Linked DNA regions of Mus musculus: all the other regions are linked to region 2. Evidence: chromatin contacts called from public promoter capture Hi-C data. All regions are on one chromosome and are shown on one strand. The core of a region is the stretch at or near the end of the contact, and the rest is flanking DNA. Distances in the headings are between cores, read along the strand shown.

Region 1 (4,135 bases), core at 727-3,226, 300 kb before region 2:
ACAAATCACACACATATACATTAATAATTAATAATTCAAAAATATTGGATCTGAGCTACAGGAAGAATGTTGTGGTTCTAGGAAGCAAGACAGCAGTCTGGAGGTGGCAGGAGGGATGGGAAGATCAGGATGTAAACTGCTGAGCAGGAACTGGAAATGCAAGCTTGGGGAGAAGGTTCAGGCTGGAGGTATCTGCTCAGCATCACTCCTATAAAGATGAGAGCCCTGTGGACCAGGGCTGAGGACCGGGAGATCACTTGGTTTCAAGGAAGGAGTAATCGAATGAATTGCTAATGATAGCCCTGGGATAAAACGAGGCTGAGGCAGGACCTTGCCAGGGTCCCTTAGATCTGCTAAGTACAGACATAGTGGGACTGCGGCTCAGCTGGCTGAGTATGTGATTAACCTGTGAGGAGCCCTGGTTTCAGAGCCCCGCTATCATTAACAGGGCCTGGGGGTGCATACTGGTCATCCCAGCACTCCAGAGGCAGAGGCCAGAGGATCAAAGGCTCAAGGACATCTTTGACTACATAATGGGTTTGAGGGTACAGGAACTTCTTCCTCCCCAAAAGGGATAGAACTTACTGGCAGCATGTGAGCCGGAATGGAAATGATTCTAAATCATGGGGATGCCAATGGATACAAGAAAAGGAAGAATGTAGCATTTTTCCTTTAAAAAAAAATTTTTTTTTATGTGTATGTGTGTACTTGCATGAGTTTATGTGCACCATGTGCAGGAAAGTGCCTACAAAGCCCAGAAGAGGGCATCAGATTCATTGGAAATGGAATTACAGATGGTTATGGCTGTCATATGGGTGCTGGGAGCAGAACCCAGGTCCTTTGTTAGGGCAGGAAGCACTCTAGCCACTGGGCCACCTCTCTAGCCTCAAAATCCGGATATATATATATAATTTTTATTTATTTTAAATTGTATCTAATTGTGTGTCTGCTTGTAGGTGCAGATGCCACAGAGCCCAGTGGTATCAGACCTCCTGGAGCTAGAGTTACAGACTGATGTGAGTCGCCTGGGTGGGTACCGGAACCAAATCTAGGTCCTCTGCAAATGCAATAAGCACTCTAACCGCTGAGCCATCTCTCCCATCACAAACGCATCATTTTAAATAGACGTTTAGTATGTTTTTCTCTCCCCAACCCAACCTGACATTTGATTCCCCCAGCTTTAGACACACTGAGGCAACTAACCTGGCCAGCTCAGTTGGAAAAGAGGCAGTTCTGAAAAAGAGAGTGGACCGGTGGAGGCTCAACACCATTAGCAGGCCCTGCACCTGCTGCTTTAAGCCTCCTGTCCTTAGGGAGTCCCCACTACAAACCCAAATATTCCCAGTATGCAGGTATGTAAAATGGTGGTAAGCAAGTCTTCGTTGTCCCTCACAGAGGTGGAACACAGTACAGACTGGGTTGGCTACTGAGGAGGAAGGAAGGAAGCCAAGAGAATCCCTCAGCTTGGCATGGAAGAGGTAGCGGGGACAAGGAATTGTAGTGTCCTCAGAGAGTCTGTTGGTGCAGCCTGTGGAGAGGCTAAACAGGATTCAGGTCAGGCTGTGAGTTGGAAAAGGACAGGTCTCAGTGAACTGAGCCTGGAACAGAGGTGGAGGCGACCCTGAAGGTAGAGTCATGGTAGGGTTAGGGAACAGAGATCCAGAGGCTCAGGTAAAAAGATGAACAGAAAGGAGCCTGAGGTGACCCGAGGAGCGGGAGGCTCCCGCGTGCTGAGTGAGCCGCAGGAGCAGGCTGGTGGCGCGCGGGCGCGTGTCCCCTGTGGTGCAGGGTGGCCACACTGGCGGGGCGCCCCCGCGTGGGCCGCTAGCCCAAGATGGCGATGGAGGGGCGGGCGAGCTGGCCGCGGCCCCGGCCCCCGCGCCGGCCCCCGCTCGGGCCCCGGCCCCGGAGGCCGCGCCCCCGCCCGCGGCGCCGCGCCTCCCGGAGCCACTGACGCCCGGCGCGCCCTCCCCCGGCGGCGGCCCAGGCGCCCGGACGCGGCGGCAGCGGCCCGAGCCCGGCCCTATGGCGCGGGCGGACACGGGCCGCGGGCTCCTGGTGCTGACCTTCTGCCTGCTGTCCGCGCGCGGTAAGGGCCCGGGTGGCCGCAGTCGCGAGTGGGCGTCCCCGGCGCCCGCGATGCTTGCGCGCCGGGGGCTGTGGGGACTTGCCCCCAGGGGGTGTGTGTCCTTGCTGTGCACAGCCTGGCACCGTGCGTGTCCCCCTGCGCGTGGCCCTTGTGCATGTGAGGTTTGCATGTGTGTGTCCTGCGGGGGTGGGGGTGTCCTGCGGGGGAACGTGTCCACAGCGCGTGCCTAAGGCGCCGGGTAGCATCGCCAGCGCGCGGGTGGCTGCAAGCGGGACATGATTCTGCCCTGCCCGCAAGCGTCTCGCGGTCGCGAGTGTGCCTGAGAGAGCGGGCGGGGAGGGAGTGTACACTTACACCTCCATTTGTGTCGGGTGCGTGTGTAACTGGATGGGACTGAGCTAATATTTGGCCTTGGCTTTTGGGGAGTGTCCTTGCTCTTGATGGGGGCGGCGGTGAGAAAAACCACACTCAACTTTGCCCAATGGGTGTGGCCCCTGGGGCCAGCTAGGGAGGTTGGGGGAATGTGGAGGTGTTGTGGACCCAAACCCAGGGTTCGGAGTGGGGCTGGGGGAAGGGCAGGAAACCAGTTGCTTTGCCGAACGCGTCCAACACTCGCTCTCTGGATGGGACGCGTGTCACTCCTGCCCCACCCCCAAGGGCGGACCAGGGAAGCGTGGACGAGATCAGCAAGGCCCCCTCCAGTGCCCAGGTCCTAGTGTTGGGTAGGGTCAAGGGTAAGGATCACAACTGTCCACACCAAAGAAAGGACTGGGGGCGGGGGGAGACGAAGTGTCCAAGTGTGTATGCCAAAGCTGTTTTTACCACCCCCGGCCCTCTCACTCTCAGTGGGGTGTGCGTTTGGGGGACAGCCCAAAGGAGGTTAGGTGGTAGGGCCTGGAGGGGGATGGGCTGCCCGCTTTGTTCGATTACTTCTTGCCTTCCCTGCCGAGGGGGGAGTTAAGGATGTGTCCGGGGCGAGTCGGGGAGGGACTTGGCAGTGGGGGTGGGGAGGGGGATTTTTCTCCAGCTGCTGCGGCTTTCCAGAGAGACTGGGCCAGGCCACGTGGGAGGGAGACAGGGAGGGAGGCGGGGGGTGGTGGAAAGGAGCCTCCGCTGGGCCAACCCCAGGCCCATCTCCAGGAAAACAGCGGGTGGGAGAGTGCTGGAAACAGCTCGGACCCTTGCTCTCCCCGCAAGACACGCCCCTTTCCCTCCGAGACCCTGAACCCGGCTGGGAGCCCATAGAAGCTCGGTGCGTGGGGCTGGGCCGCAGAAGCGGGAGGGCCCGGAGTTGTCAGGTGAACGCGGCGCCAGGGAAATGTCAGAGAGGTGTCTTGTCTGTCTTTGCGGAGCCCAAAGGATTAAGGAATAGTTGCACTTCCCCTCCTCCTCTTCCTCCTCCTCCTCCTCCCTCCTGTTCTTCCCAAAGCTCCAGGAACGCGGGATCCTGGCTGGCAACCGCACCCGCGCTTTATTAAATACTTCTGAGGCTTCAGGCCGGGACACCGGGTAGAGTGTTGGGAGACTGGACTCTTCTTCCCAGTGAACTGACTGAGGAGCGGGCATTGGGATTCTCCCTGTCTGCTACCTGACTGGCTACTGCAACTACTATTCTTACCCTGGTTTAACCTCCTTTGAGTGTGTAAACCTCTGCAGTCTGCAGACACCCCTACAGAGTGGAGGTCTTCCCTTCTTTTCACAGTATTTGCTGAGCACTCTTTATAGGTTAACATGTGCCTGATGCCCAGAACGTGGTGAATAAGGCCCTAGACCCAGACTGTCCGTCATAGGGTCAGGACAAGGAGCCAGGACTAGCAAGGTACTGCAGAAGAGAGGCTCCTCCTGGGGAGACCTGGAAAGGTTCTGAAGAAAACGATGGAGAGAGGAAAAGCCAGCCCTGCAGAGGGAGGAGTCTTCCAGATCAAGCAGGGGGTGCCAACGCTGGGAGGCGATTTAATTCACATCATTGCATCAAGCTAAATCTGGCTGGAGTTTAGAATATGGCGGTGGGAGTTGGGCAGGTGGGGGAGGGGTGGGCCTCATATC
Region 2 (4,128 bases), core at 1,308-3,807:
TAGAAGGCATGTTGTGCTGTGACCCAGGAGAAGATGCCACAGAGTTCCCAACAGCTTAGCTTTATGTGCAATTGCTTGTGGGTATCTTGGCACCAGGAAAGACTTACAAGTCCTACACTCCTCACCTGTTCATCCCTTACCTACTTTGCACATCTACTGAACACTGGCCGCATGCCCATTGCTGGGCCCAACAACGCAACCTCCACGTTTTGAGTGTCTGAAGTCCTCTATAAGAGCTTTGATTGAGGGGGCTAGACAAGAAGAGTTGAGCTACTTGCCCGAACAGAATAACCTCTCTTGAGCGAACCTTTTCGTTTTGAGACAGGCTCTGACATAGTGTAGGCTCCTCCCGTTCTCCTGATCTCGTAAGAGAGAATGAACTTAAACTTCTGATCCTCCTGCCTCCAACTCACACCAGCTGGACTTAGAGACCTGTACCATCAGGCACTAGGGTTTACTTGGTGCTGGGTGGGGACTGATTCCAGGGCTTCGAGTGAACTGAGCCCCAGCCCAAGACAGACTCTAAGCAACTCTCCTACGTCACACAAACTCAGAAGTGGTAAAACCTCTCATCTGCTGGACCTGTGCTGGCTCCCCCTTGACCTTTGCAGCGCTCCTGCAATGAGACAAGTTTTCTCCTCATGGGCCCCATCTGGAAAGTCTGCACAGGACTTTAGCCAGCCGGGGGATGTGGCTACAATGCGGCTCCTACTTTTCCAACTCAGAGGAAACCCCTTATGCATCAGCTGCTCAAGCAAGTCTAGTCTGAGGTATAATGTAAACAAATCCCTCTGGTACCTCACAAGCGTTATAACAGCTGGTTTACTGTGAATCCCTCAACAGCTAGACCAAGTCAGAATTCACATCCTGGCCAGAAAAATGTTTTTTGTTTTGTTTTGTTTTTTTCTTGCTTAGGAGGGACACTGCCATCCTGTTTATACCCTGGACCCTCTGCCTGCTGGCCAGGTTTCCATGTTTTTTGTCTTTTGTTTTCTGACTGGTATAACAGGACCCCCCAGAACTTAGTCAGGCCCAGACCTTAACAGAACCGACTCCATGATGGAAGTACCATTCAGGCCACAAAATGTGGCTCATATACAGCACCACCTGCCCAAACAAGAACAAAGACCTGATTCATTAAAGCCCATAGTTCTGGGAAAGTCTCTAACTGCTTTTCTGGCTTCTGTAATTCTGATTCTGGCTAACTGTTCTTGCTAACTGATATGTGTCAACCTGGGAAATAGTTCTGTGCTGAAAAGCTCACCCTGAGAAAGGCCCAAGGCTACACTGGGATCCCAAACACCCAGTGTAATTGCTGCCTAACTAACAAAGACTTTCTATTAGCTTAACAGCTATGGAAGCAGGTGGATTCCCCTCACAGTGGGTGAATGGGTGACAGCTCACCATTATGGGCCAGGAATGGGATGGAGCTAGTATGCCCTTCCCTCTCCAGCATCAGTGTTTTCCAGAATACAGGCCTTCAGGGTTCTAGAATTTACTCAGGCCTGCCAAAATCACACCCCAAAATTTGCATTTATCTGCCCATTGGTATTTATAGACAGGGACATCAAAACCCAAAGAAGGGCTGGTCCATTGCTGCTATTGCGTTGCAAAAAAAGAAAAAAGAAAGAAAGAAAGAAAGAAAGAGAGAAAGAAAAGAAACCCAAAGAAGTGGGTGATTTTCCCAAAGTTATCTCAGCAACTAAGCTCTTGTGCCCTATCTCCAGCATAGCCTGATCTGAGACCCCAGGGAATGACCCCTACTTCATCAACCTCATCACCAAGCTCAGAACTGCTGTCCACTCCAGAACAAAGAAGACACATTCACATTTTACTCCTGTCAGGGAGAAAAAGTATTCCAGGATGGATTAGATTTCTGGAAGCCAAACCTGTAGAAAGCTTTACGTTTTAGTGGCATTTATCAATTATACATAATAATGAGTCTTGATGTGACATTTTCACACATGCATCTAATGCATTTTGGTCATAGCCACAGCCCCCATAGTCCCTCTCATGTCCCTACCACTCACGTATCCCCTTCCTCTTCCCAGTTACCTTCCTTCCAATTGTCATACTTTTGATTAATTTTTGGCGAGCCAATGAGTTCAAATAGGTTTACTTACAGGAGCGTGGGTGAGGTGTTTTATGTTTGGTTTGAGACAGCCTCACATGTAACTTAAGCTACCCTGGAATAGCCCAGGTTGGCCTCCAATGCACCACTGCTGCAACCCTCCTTCAGCTTCCCAAATGCTGGGACTAGAAGCATAAAACACCTGGCTAGGTCATGAAGTCTTAGCAAGGGGCACAAATCCTTTGTCCCAGGAGCCTGAGTTCTGCAGCGATGCTACTTGGAGTCGCCCATGCAAAACACAGAAGTAAAGTGCTGAGGGTGAGCTGGCTGTGGTCTAAAGCAAAAGTGACACAGAGACCCACCAGGAGGCAAGGAGTGCAACCCTGGTTGCAGGGTGCTCTGGCTGGGGGCTCAGCGGCTTTTAAAAGGCAGTTGGAGCATGGAGGCCACGCCCCGTCCACGCCCCTCCTCCAGCGGGCGGACACCATAGTCTGAGTGACTGGGGGCGTGCAACTAGCAGCCCATCGGGCCGGGAGACCGGCGTGGCCATCTGCAGCTTCGCCATGTCGTCGGTGTTCGGCAAGCCCCGAGCTGGCAGCGGGCCGCACAGCGTGCCCCTGGAAGTTAACCTGGCTATCCTTGGGCGCCGCGGAGCGGGCAAGTCTGGTGAGTAGCTTGGAGAGCGGAGGATGAGGGCAGCTTCATCCACCAGCTCTCAGGGGCTTGCTTCTCCCGGTGGTTGGGTGAGTCCCTAAGACTGCTTTTTGCCTCAGTTTCTCTGTTGCAGGCTATCACTCTCGCCTTGCTTCTCCATCGCTTTGGTTATCTTTAGCTGCTTGCCTGCCTCTGCCTCTGTTCTCGGTGCCTGTGACTCCTGTCCCCCCCCAAATTCTCTCTTTGTGTTTCTCTTAGTTCCTCTACTTATCTGCATCCCTAGGACCAGCAGCCAAATCTCATCAGCTGACACTAACGAGACCTGTTGGCGCTGGTCTCCAGTCCTGGGTCCCCTTTGAATTCAGTGGCATCTTTGCTACTCCTTGATCTGTGCTGTCCACCCCACCCCCTCCAAGAAACTTAGTAGAAGTCATTTGAGATTAGAATTTCTCAGGCTTGGGCCACTCCTCCACTGCCAACCCTTGGGACTCTGAAACAGACTATTCTTATCAAATGTATTTGTTTCAAGCCAGACCCCTCTTGACTTTCAAGAAAGTCTGTAGTCCCAGGTGCCAAGACCTTGTCCTTGGGAAACCTGGGATCTTGGGCTACTACTAAGATAATTTCTGTCATCCTAGACCTTCATCACTTCTAAAAGTCATCACAGAGACCCCAAAAGGAGTGTTTGCCCTGCTCTCTGACACTTAAAGACCCAACCAGCTGAAGATGGGGGACCAGAAGGGGCTCCTCTGGCTACCCAGTTCCAGCCTACAGCGAATGGCCACCAGGCCTGTGAGCTATGACTTTCCTTCTCTTCCTTTCTCTGAGATTCTCTGAGGAAGTTTGAAGTCAGCACTCCTGGCTCAGAAGTGGAACCCAAAACACGGTTTTCCTTTGAAAACCAGCCTGTTCCCAGTGACTCAACCAATGGTCAGCTAGTGACTACACGGATGAAGGAATTCTCTTTTATTTTTGAGGCAGTCTCATGTAGCCCAGGCTGTCCCAGAACTTGTTATGAAGGCAAGGATGGCCCTGTATTCCTGAATCCTCTACCTTCCTCTTCCAAGTGCTGGGTTTGTAAATGTGTACCACCATTCCTGGCACTGGTAAACTTGGGGATGGAACCCAGGGCTTCGTACGTGGTAAGCAAACACTCAACCAACCAGGTAACATCTTCAGTGCCAGAAAGTTTAGAATATGTGTTCCCTGGCTAGTAGTTTGCCAACGGGCAGTGTTAGGAATCCTTCAAAAGAATCTTGCGTTTATTTTTAATCCTATCGAGAGTCCAGCATAATATATTTGGCTGACCCTTGGTTTTATGTGCTGAGCTCTTAACAGAAGCAATCCTGTTAGTGCACGCTACAAGGGAAAAAGAACTACGTTTTTCAAGTCTTACACTTTCA
Region 3 (3,657 bases), core at 1,054-3,553, 260 kb before region 2:
CCCGTACTCCACACATCTCAGGATCACAGCTGACAGCTGCCCTCTGCTGAGATCTTTAAGGAGCCCAGAAAGTGCCTTTTCATTGGAAGGAATCATAGGCCAGCAGAGGCTGTCATGCCCAAGACCACCCCCAAAGTGGCTGGTGGGCCAGGCTCAGAGTTAATTGACAGATCATACAGAGAGATACTGCACATTTTGCATGCAGCAGAATAGCCATTATTTGCATATCACTCTCAGACCACGGGTTGTGATAAAGAAGAATTAAACACTTGTCAAGATGAATTTAAAATGACAGCAATTCAGGACACCAATTTGACCTCTCTGGAGTCCAGAACATGCCAATAAGGGGTGGTTGATAATTCAAGGCCTGCAGGAGGGCATTCCAGGACTTTAGGCCGCAAGGAGGCCCCTTCTTCAGTACTACCTTCCCTGTTGTCTGTAGAGGCCTCACTCTGGCCCTTCCTCAATGAGTCCTTTTGTGGCAATGGCAGACTGGGGTCTCTGCTCTGCTCACAGAATTGCAGGCTATCTTCTCAGGCTCATATTAATGTAGATCTGCCCATGGACAGACATCTGATTACTAGAGGCCTAAAGGTTTTCTGTTTTGTTATTTATTTATCTATTTATTTACTTATTTGTGTGTGTGGGGGTTCAAGACATTGTTTCTCTGTGTGTAGCCCTAGTTGTCCTGGAACTAGCTCTATAGACCAGGCTGGCCTCATATTCACAATGATCCTCTGCCTCTGCCTCCTGAGTGCTGGGATTAAAGGTGTATGCCACCTCTGCTTGGCTTTTTGTTTTGTTTTGGTTGTGTTGTTTTAGACAGGGTCTCACTACGTAGTCTTGGCTGCCCTAAAACTCTATATGTAGATCAGGATGGCCTTGAACTCACAGAGATCCACCCGCCTCTGCTTCCCAAGTGCTGGGATTAATGATGTGTGCCATTATCCTGGACTCCTCTGAAAGTTTTTTAAATTAGATTTAAATTAGAGAATTGCAGAACATTTTATCTATTTACTCTGTGTGAGTGTGTGTGTGTGTGTGTGTGTGTGTGTGTGTGTGTGTGTGTCTATGTGTGTATGTTTGTACATGTGCCATGGTGCAAGTGTGGCTCGCTGTCAGAGAATAATTTCCTATGGGTGTCATTTTCTTTTTCAACCATGTAGGTTCCAGGGATGCTGGTGAGTCAGGCTTGGCTGCAGGTTCCTTTCCCTGCTGAACCAAGCCTTCTTTACTTACCTGCATGAAAGCATGGTGCCAAATACTTGTACTCCTCGAACTTGGAAGGTGGAGACAGGAGGATTAAACAATCCAAGATCACCCACTACTACAAAGTGGATTCAAGGCCACCCTGGGCTAGGAGAGGTGAGAAGCCATTACACTCTTGCCTCCAAATGCTGCCAGAGACAGACACTGCTACCAGGGTTAAGTGGGTGCTCTGTAATTTTGATGGACTCCCCCATCAAGTTGGACCCCAACATATGTCTGCATACAGTAGTAAAAAGACAAGACTCAACATCAACTTGGACAGCACATATATGTCTCTCTGAAGAGCTGTCTTCCCATATGTGAGACATCAGATACGATAGCAAAGAGAAGTTGCTGGCGACTGTACCTTCCAGTGTGCTGACCCAGCTACAGGTCATTTACCTGGACCCTTGCTCTTAAAGATCCGCAAAGTTGAGGGAATATAGTGTTGTCTTCAGGTTTCAGACCAACTCAGTGAGAATGACTGGGCTGGACAGCAGGCAGAACTGGGAGGGATCTCGGGTTTCTATGGGGCTCTTATGTTAGGGGTGCTCTTCTCACCTACGGGAGTGCCCTAACTTAGCCTTGAGAAGCCAGTCTTGAAGCTACACAACTCATCCCTTGAATAGGACAAGGAACCTAGAGGATACCGAATGTCTAACAACTTTGAGCAGTTTTAAGGGAATTGTCTTTAAAAACACAGAGTTGGGTATAGTGGAAGAGACACCGCTGAGAAAGTGGGGGGACGCAAACACCTCAGTTTTGCGTGTTTTTCCGCAGCTGGGACCCTCTCTCACAGTCTTCACGTTCCCAGATCCTCAAGTCCGGACGGACCACGAGGAGCGGATACCTTACTGCAGTCCGGGTCGGCGCGGCAGCTCCCGCTGCAGTTCAAAGCGCAGGGGGCGCGTCCGCTGCGCAGCCGGGAATGTCCGGCCGCTTAAAGCGCTCGCCGGCTCTTTTGTTCCCCAGACCCGGCCTCCAGGGAGAGGGGGCTGGGGGAGGGGAGGAGAGGGGGGCGGCGGGCAGAGGAGGAGGGCGGTGCGGGCGCGGGCGGAGTGCGGAGCGCGCACCCCGGGCGCGGCTGACAGATCGCCGCGGTGGGTGCAAGATGGCGCAAGCGGCGCTCTCCGTGATACCCGATCCCCGCTAAGGCCGGCATGCGGCCCCAGCCTCCCGCCGCCCGGGCTCGGCCCCGGCCCGAGCCCCGGCCCCGGCTCCGGCGCCGGCCCCGCGGGACGCTGTGAGCCCGTGAGACCCCAACCACCCCCCTGAGTAGCGCCGTGCGTCGCCGAGCCCAGCGGACCGAGAGACCGATGGCTGAGCCGCGCACCGCGTCCCCGCGCCGCCTGCCCGCGCTGCGCCGGCCCGGGTTTCTGCCGCCGTTGCTGCCGCCGCCGCCGCCGCCGCTGCTGTTGCTGCTGCTGCTGTTGCCGCTGCCTGCGCCAAGCCTGGGTGAGCCTCAGGACCCAGGCGAGAGGGGCGGACCCCGGGACACTGCGGGAACCTGCGCTAGGAGCGCGTGCTGGAGGGACCTGGCGGGACAGCGCGCTGCGGGCACGGGGAAACCCACTCCGGCAGGGCTGCCGGTAGTTTGAAGGACTGCAGGGGTTCGGCGGGAGAACCCCGGGAGAGGGCCGGGGCTCGGTTTTCTACGCCTTCGGGGCTCAGGATAGGTTCAGGGCAGGATGCCGATTCTGGGCAGAGGAACTGGGAGCGGAGCAAAGCGGGAGTTGGGAAGGCAAGCTGGCAGTGCGGAGTGGAGGAAACAAGCCCGAGGAGAAAGAGCGGAGGAGTCCCAACAGAGGAAGGCGAGCCCGGGTGCACAGAGCTCGGCTGGGGACCCTGAGTAGCCCGAGGCGAACGAAGCCGGAAGCGACAGATCGGGGTCGGGGTCCGGGACTCTACTGCACTGGGCTGAGAAGGCATCCCCCAGGGTTTAGAGCTGGGACTGGGTTCGGGGGTATCCGACGAACAGGAAGGAAAGATTCCTGGTGGACTGAGTGGGCGATCCTGCCAAGGGCTGGGAGAGCTGGAGGAAAGGGTCGCCCAGGGCAAGCGCCTACCAGCGGTGCTGCCCAGGGCCCCGCCCTTCCCCGAGGGAGCTCTCTAGGAGTCCCTGCCCTGGGTTCTCCCGGCTACCCGTCGCTTCCTCCCGGGCTGTAAAAGATTCATCTCAGCAAAGAAGGATGTGGATCTAAGCCCTCCGCTGTCTCAAGTCCTTCGCAGACACACATTTGGATTATTCTTTCCTTCCCTTCCTTCCTAAAAAGCAAAATATTGCATCTGCACCCGAGAGAAACTTTATCCCCGATAGCTATAGCGGGGTTGGATTGGGGGAAGAGGCGGCTCAGACTTAGGATATGTGAAGGATGTAAAGGATTTGAACGACTGTGATCCTCAAGTGTC

What was found. Promoter capture Hi-C pulls out the DNA fragments that hold promoters and counts their contacts. Capture Hi-C pulls out chosen DNA fragments and counts their contacts.
Region 1: a promoter capture Hi-C map of liver shows a contact between it and region 2, with 2.3 times the contacts expected there. The contact joins the promoter of Igdcc4 here to the promoter of Rasl12 in region 2. A contact is called at or near these places in 3 of 39 promoter capture datasets (fetal liver, hematopoietic stem and progenitor cells and liver) and 1 of 115 datasets of contacts at active chromatin or transcription factors (pancreatic cancer cells).
Region 3: a contact with region 2 is called in a promoter capture Hi-C map of adipose tissue. The contact joins the promoter of Igdcc3 here to the promoter of Rasl12 in region 2. A contact is called at or near these places in 2 of 39 promoter capture datasets (hematopoietic stem and progenitor cells and pre-B cells), 4 of 484 Hi-C or Micro-C datasets (embryonic stem cells and nephron progenitors) and 2 of 9 other capture datasets (adipose tissue and macrophages).

The regions. Positions count from the first base shown.
Region 1 is chr9:65,099,510-65,103,644 of GRCm38.p6, forward strand. It overlaps Igdcc4 (immunoglobulin superfamily, DCC subclass, member 4), which reads left to right and starts at 1,977. Exons shown (of 20, transcript NM_020043.3): 1 at 1,977-2,089. The coding sequence starts at 2,026.
Region 2 is chr9:65,395,931-65,400,058 of GRCm38.p6, forward strand. Rasl12 (RAS-like, family 12) reads left to right here and starts at 2,558. Exons shown (of 5, transcript NM_001033158.2): 1 at 2,558-2,737. The coding sequence starts at 2,635.
Region 3 is chr9:65,138,851-65,142,507 of GRCm38.p6, forward strand. It overlaps Igdcc3 (immunoglobulin superfamily, DCC subclass, member 3), which reads left to right and starts at 2,304. Exons shown (of 14, transcript NM_001357257.1): 1 at 2,304-2,703. The coding sequence starts at 2,565.